Linked DNA regions of Salmo salar: region 2 is linked to region 1. A link is a contact called in public Hi-C data. All regions are on one chromosome and are shown on one strand. Each heading gives the region's core, a stretch centred on a gene start, on an enhancer-like site or on the middle of the called end of the contact. The rest is flanking DNA. Distances are from core to core; before and after follow the strand shown.

What was found. Hi-C and Micro-C count contacts between places; a contact is called where the count stands out from the background.
Region 2: a Hi-C map of gill shows a contact between it and region 1, with 5 times the contacts expected there. The contact joins the promoter of oaz1b here to the promoter of tmem38b in region 1. A contact is called at or near these places in 3 of 3 Hi-C or Micro-C datasets (blood, gill and muscle).

What each region holds. Positions count from the first base shown.
Region 1 is chrssa01:124,398,341-124,402,210 of Ssal_v3.1, forward strand. It overlaps tmem38b (transmembrane protein 38B), which reads right to left and starts at 1,975. Exons shown (of 6, transcript XM_014125291.2): 1 at 1,601-1,975. The coding sequence starts at 1,724.
Region 2 is chrssa01:124,565,542-124,569,245 of Ssal_v3.1, forward strand. It overlaps oaz1b (ornithine decarboxylase antizyme 1b), which reads left to right and starts at 2,082. Exons shown (of 6, transcript XM_014125339.2): 1 at 2,082-2,309. The coding sequence starts at 2,179.

The DNA.
Region 1 (3,870 bases), core at 725-3,224:
ATTTACACCCCATTCCAAATTTAGTGCACTATATTTGACCAGAGCCCTATGGGCCCTGGTCAAAAGTAGTGCACTACTGTATATAGGGAATATGGTGCCATTTGGGATGCAGATCATAGCCTATAGGATCAGCAGCGGCTGAGGTATTGACAGGCCAGAGGGAATGAGATGCCACACAAGTCAGTGAAGCCACACTAGCTCTAACCCTGCTGTTTGTTTTAGACCTGAGTTCAAGTCCTATTTGATATCATTTCAAATTCTTTATCTGGGCTTGACTGAGCTTGCCTGCCGCAATGGAACCAATAGAATTGTCACAAAAATGCAACTATTCATCTGGTACTCCAGACAGACTAGAGTAAATGCTTGAATATTTTTTATTTTGAACTCAGGTCTGGTTTGTTTGGGGAAAAGGTCAACCTTGAAGCTGTAAAACTCCACCTGTCTCTAAACTGAGCCACTATAAGAGTGACATAAATATAACAGACTTGGCATAGTGTCAGGCAACCCGATGTGCAGTAGGCCTGTACTGTTGCTGCTACCTATATCACAATGGTTAGTGCCAGTGATAGTGTGTTTGTTGTAAATGTTAAGATAACATATGAGGTCAATACAGCCATGCCATTGACTGATTTACTTTCATTGACCTTTAAGCTTATCATAAACGTTATCGTGATTCATGAATAGGCTACAGTAGTTGATTGTGTTCTCTAAATCACACATTCTGTGTTATTATCCATTTATAGCCTACTGTATGTCATTATCTACATTTGGGTCACGTTTTTCCATCCGTGAGTCTTGAGGCAGTATTGATGCCAAAACAGAACCAGAGAGGAGCCCCATTCAATTATTGATGGGTCTCTTTCGCCTCCCTTCTCAAGCACAGAGTATCAAAATCTTATAGCTGCAAAGCTCCAGTTACATACAGTTCAGGCTAAAGATTAAAACTGAAGTAATTAGTCCCCACGCCCTGATACAGCACAATACACTATCTCACTATGTGTGTGGGAGAGGGATTGTGTGTGTGTGTGTGTGTGTGTGCCCGCACACAATCACTGTCCACTATATGAACTTCCAGAGGCATGTTTAAAAACTTGAAGGGTGCAAAAGTGGCGTGACTTGACCTTGTTAATGTCAACTGGGCAAATAGATAAAACATAAATAGATTTAGCTAGGACTCATGCATAGCTCTGTCACTTTGTAATATGAGGGATGTCAATTCTCAAATTAATCCCGCAGCAGTAATCCATTCCCTAAGATTATTACGCCATCCAGCTGTGGGTATTTCGAAAATGAAAACATGACGTGGCCAAAAACGTTGAATTGTGTGGAATGTTCTCTCAAGTTCCACGTTCTCACACGCTTACTCGAACGCTTACTGTCACGTCTGGTGTGGAGGCAACTCGAGGCGGAATTCTGTCATCAGGGAGCAAAAAGTGTAGTATTCAAGCCTTGCCTTATTGTCATTAAAATATGGAAAGCAACGAAGCAAAACATTCAATAGGCTAGTAGATAGATTAAGCTTTATAAACAGTTATAACTAGGCTACTGTAGTGAACTAGACCGGTCAATGTCAACCCGCTGTTGAACGGTCTTTGCTTACCTGGCTGTTCTCGCAATGCCATCACTGAGACAATGTAATGCGCCGTGTCAAAGTATGGAAACATGGACAGACCAGCCAGTCCATGGGACACTTCGTCCAAATTCAGAACCCCAAACAAATCCATATTTCTGTTACTCTGGAATCCCTCGATATGAGTGCTCTCTACTTCTAATCTTCGAGGTGTTTAAATAAGTGGCAGTCGTCCAACTCCGAGCATCTGAGCAGTCGGTTAGTGGTTTATCCCCGGTCTGTCGCGTCTGTTTTGTCTTCAGAGTTCAGATCAAAACAGCTGGTTCTGACGAGCGCAAAACTGACAACACCTGTTTATCGGTCAGCAACGGCTCCCTATGGACAAGGGACAGCCAATGCAATGCCATTGACATCAGGATGCGGAATTCCGGCTACGTAAGTCCGTCAATGAGGTGGCGGTTGGAGCGAGCGGAGCTCTCTGATTGGCAAGAAGTGGAAGGATGAGCCAATCAGAGGTGTGTGTGTGGCTCGCGGACTGACGCTATAGGACAGGTTTCGCAATACACTTCTGCACGCGCGTGGACACACACGCACACACAGACACACACACGCACACGAGCATACAGGTTGCAACTATTTACATAATTGTAATTACATGAGCAGCAGGTACAGTTATGCACAGGTTATTATCGTTGCAACTGTTTGTATTGTGCATAGGTAGCGTGTAACAACTGTGTAGGTACACTTTGCATCAGTCATTACAGTATAACATGTAACAATTTGTGTAGGTTACCTACTGTAGGCTAGCCTACCTGCCAAAAAGAAAAAGGGGATGCATGTTGTATGTGTAGGTTTATTTTGATCGAACAGTTCGTGAACAAGAACATGTCTACTGTAGATCAAGTTGAGGGCTCAACCATGGACTTAGATAGACATCGCATCTTTGTATCTGTCCCATTATGGCGCCTGTGAGAGCACGGCAGCGCCATGGAGTCCACCTCCATTTTCAATAAATGTTCTTCTTCTACTATATCTATACGTTGGCCAACAAACTGAAAGGGTACATACTGCCACTTGGAACATGTTGTTTGAACAGGTATAAATCCAAGGTTGGCGATTTGCTGCCACCTGCAGTTATGGAACGTTTGCTCAGAGGTATAATTCATTGGCTGACATAGCCGCAGGAAGATGTTTGGGGGTGGGGGGGGGCTGCGACTTTTTTGCTGACGTTACAGATGGCTATATCGGGCCTTTAATACATGACTAGTGAAGGACTTTTTTTAAACTTTTGTTTTAAATTATGATTTTTCACAGGATGCTGCAGCACCCACAGCACCCCTATTTCCCACAGCTATGATGGCTGATAATCTCTCCTGGTGACCTGGATGGAATTATGTGATCCTTCCTTAACCCAGAGGAAGTCCCACCCAGTTGACCACTTCAAAATGGGGAAAGTCCTCAATGTCGCTGCCCAGGGCCAGCGTTATGGGGCCTGGCCCGACATACTCTACCTCCTTGCCCGTCCAAATAAAATATTGAAATATTGATTGTTTATTTGACCGAGACAAGCGCCCACAGAAAGGAACATCAATCTCAGATAAAGCATCTGAGCGAGCGAAACAGCGCCCCTCTGTCTCAGTATGTTTAGACCATGTATCTGATGCAGTCTGGACAAAAATAGTATGGCATGTCTCAAGCTTACGGACAATGTCAAATGTGATATAGAGAAGCACCTGAGTGAGTTAGGTGTGCAATTACGCAGGTACTTTCCCAAACCGGATGACACAAACAACTGGATTTGTTATCCCTTTCATGCCCTGCCTCCAGTCCACTTACCAATATCTGAACAAGAGAGCCTCATCGAAGTTGCAACAAGTGGTTCTGTGAAAAGTTTATTTAATCAGAAGCCACTGTATCCTGGATTGGCAAATTGCGATGTTAAGACACTGACGCCCTTTGCAACCACGTACCGATGTGAGAGTGGATTCTTGGCCCTCAGTAGCATGAAAACTAAATACAGGCACAGGCTGTGTGTGGAAAATGATTTAAGACTGAGACTCTCTCCAATACAACCCAACATTGCAGAGTTATGTGCATCCTTTCAAGCACACCTTTCTCATTAACCTGTGGTGAGCTATTCACAATTTTCAATGAACAAATAAGATTTTATATGTAAGATGGTTAAATAAATAGCAAAATGATTAATTATTATTATATTATTATTTGTGCCCTGGTCCTATAAGAGCTCTTTTTCACTTCCCACGAGCCGGGTTGTGACAAAAACTGACGCTCATTCTTAT
Region 2 (3,704 bases), core at 832-3,331, 170 kb after region 1:
TAGGAAGAGTCTTGTATGTTCCAAACTTCTTCCATTTAAGAATGGAGGCCACTGTGTTCTTGGGGACCTTCAAGTATACAGACATTTTTTGGTACCCTTCGCCAGATCTGTGCCTCGATACAATCCAGTCTCGGCGCTCTACTGACAATTCATTCGACCTCATGGCTTGGTTTTTGCTCTGACATGCACTATCAACTGTGGGACCTTATATAGACAGGCGTGTGCAATTCCAAATGATGTCCAATCAATTGAACATACCACAGGTGGACTCCAATCAAGTTGTAGAAACATCTCAAGAATGATCAATGGAAACAGGATGCACCTGAGCTCAATTGAGTCTCATAGCAAAGGGCCTTATGTAAATTAGGTATTTCTGTTTTAATTTTTAATAAATTAGCAAACATTTCTAAAAACCTGTTTTCGCTTTGTCATTATGGGGTATTGCGTGTAGATTGATGAGGAATTATTTGAATCCATTTTAGAATAAGAACTCCTTCAAGACTGATGGAAAAGCATTCCACGTGACGCTGTCATCAAGGCAAAGGATGGCTACTTTGAAGAATCTAAAATATATTTTGATTTGTTCAACACTTTTTTGGTTACTACATGATTTAATATGTGTTATTTCATAGTTTTGATGTCTTCACTGTTATTCTACAATGTAGAAAATAGTAAAAATTAAGAAAAACCCTTGAATGAGTAGGTGTGTCCAAAGTTTTGACTGGTACTGTATGGTTCAAGGTCACATCTAGATGGTTATCTCAATATTCGTTAGTCAGCCACGCCAAACGGTCTTGAGTGGCAACAAATCTGCCCAATTAGCTGATTCGCATTCCATACACCCACTACTTTCGACACCCACTCGCCCATACTCCGGTCACCATATTGGGCTGCAGCTACTCTTGGAGCTGTGGGGCAAGCAGCAGACCGCTCAACATCACAACAAGTTGGCTATTATGAACTGAAATACTTTAGGTATTGCAGCCTATTCCCTTTATAGTGCAAAAGTGTACACCGTCCATAGGGCTCTGGTCAAAAGTACTGCACTATATAGGAAATAGGGTGCCATTTGGGACATTACCAGTTCATGGCATGGTTAATATGATAAGCATAGTCTGGCATTTTGATTTGGAGCTGGCTAAAGATATGAAAGGAAATTAATCAGCCTAAAGCGTGAATGTTGCTGCATTTCTCTCCATAGGCTTCACATACCAATATGAGACTACTGGTAAGTACACATCATAATGGCAGTGGCCCAATTGGATGAGGCAATCGGTATAGGCCAGTTGCTTTGTCAGCCATTCAACAGAGTTATGTATGAATGTTATGTTTTACTCCAAGGTAAAAGGTCACTGGGGTCAATTTAAGCACTGACTTGTCTTGGGCCATGTTCCAAATGACACCCAGGGAATAGGGTGCCATTTGGGACGTATTCTTGCTTTGCCCCTGGTAATAGCATCCAAGATAAATAGCTACTCCTCAAAGCTTATCCACCAGACATACTGACATTGACACCTTTTAGAGCCAGATAAACAATCCAAGGCTATATCCTCATCCCAAGGAGATTAACCTGCTTGGCGAGAACATAGGTATGTAGCCTATTGCACTCTCTCCCGTCCACTGTTGGGTTCACAGGGAAAATGTTTTTAGCCAAAATGTCTAGTTTGTTGTGGCAAAGTAGTATTTTATACTGCAGGGCAGGCAACGTGGTATTTTATACTGCTGGGGGGGCTAGAGTAACAACATGCAAAACTATACAAATATGTAGCTACTGTATTACATTCAATTGACAATAATATGAATAAGGCCTAGTTATAATTCACCTATTCACCCACTGTGTTCAAGCCATCAATGATGCTGTACCTTTCAATCAAATGAAATGTAACTGAAAGACTAATTATAATGTTGCATGGAGACTACACATTCAACTTTTCTTGCCTTGATGACAAACATCAGCCCTGCTGTCTGTCTGTCTTTGTTGTTCGTTTACTAGCCTTGGTATTTTTCCACTTGCACGGAAGACGCCCCCATGTAGCTAACTTCACCTCTAACTAGCTACGTATCGCTTGTTTTCCCTACGTAGCTCATAGCTTGAGTTCAGAACTGATCGAGCTCTATTCCTCAGCCGACCATTGCAGTGAGCAGTCAGAAGCCAGTCGTGTCTCTCTCCGAGGCCGGATGGTAAAATCCAACCTCCAGCGGATCTTAAACAGTCATTGCTTTGCTCGCGAGAAAGAAGGAAAACCACAGTTCTGTACTACAATGGCGGATTTAAGTAGTAACGTTAATATTTGTGACATGATTGGCAAGTAAGTGAAGACGGAGAAAATAGCGAAGTGAAGTGGGGGATGGTGCATTTTTATCAGTGACGAGGAAGTAGCTACTAATATAAACTGGGATTTAATTTCTTATGACGTAAAATATTCATATTTGTCCACAACTGGTTAGCTAGATAAGTAATCTATGAAACATATCCTACATTAATTTGGAGTGACGAATTATAACGTTATTGTGTAAGGTTAGTCCTCTCTCCCTTAGCTTATCCTAAGCTAGCTAGCTAGCCAAGATACGTCATTTATATAACAGAAGCTAGGCTAAAATCTAGCTACATTATCAAGGTCCTCTAGGAAGCCTAGCTAAATCCATCACCACTTTTTACAAACGGAACACCTTAACCATTTATTTCAATTTTGTTTCAATGGTTGCCAATGACATCGTTTCGTAGTTTAGCTCGATAAGATGATGTAACGTTAGCTGTGTAACTAGCTTGCCACCTGCAAGCATAGCATAGTCAGGTAGCTTAGCTACCGTTAACTCGCTGGTCAACCAGTTAAAAGGCCCAAAATGAAACTGTCATTAGAATGGCTTGTTTAATGGATGAGCAACTTTAAAACTGAAGAAACACGCGGAATCCACGTCCATTGTTACCTTTTCTCTAAACACAATTGATTATTAATCAGAAGGCCCAAGTGACGCAACGTCATTCCTCCATTTGTGACGTCACTCTTTTACGGTTACATTGTAACATTATACCATTATACTATTAGTCCCTCAAAATTATACACCCAAAACAATATTGGAGTCATTATCAAAGTATTGTTGAATTAATCATCCAACCCCTATGAATAAATTAAATAATGGTGCAATTACATATCTACGTGGGATGAATTCATTATTACATTTAGTATGCTATTTATACGTTTGACTTGTAGCGATCATTGGCAGTTTTTTTTGGTCAAGTTAATTTGTCATCCGGCAGATACGCAGTTAAGATTGGCACGTTTTTCCTCATCGTGCACGTTTTCCCCATCGTGGGGCATTCCGAGTATTTTCGGTGAGCCGACTCCCAAACGGCTCTTTGTTCAAAATCCTTGAAAATGGACCTAGCTAGAACTCTGAAAAAAAAGTACAGATATCCAACGTATAGCCCAAAACGTAAACTATTATCTTGCACCCCCCCAAAAAAAATGTTGCAATGAAAAAATTTGCGTGGACCAGATTGACACGCTCTCCATTGTCTAGGCGGTGAGGGTTCACCCTCTAGATAATTATTTTGTAATTTATCTGCAGAAAAACGTTGTTTTTTTTAGATCAAAATGCAGTAGTTGCAGTCTGGGAGCCAAATTAATGGCTCTTTCACCGATGCGGTTCGGTTCCTGACCTTCACCAAAAAGACCCGTTCAAAAAGAGTCGTTCGTTTGCGA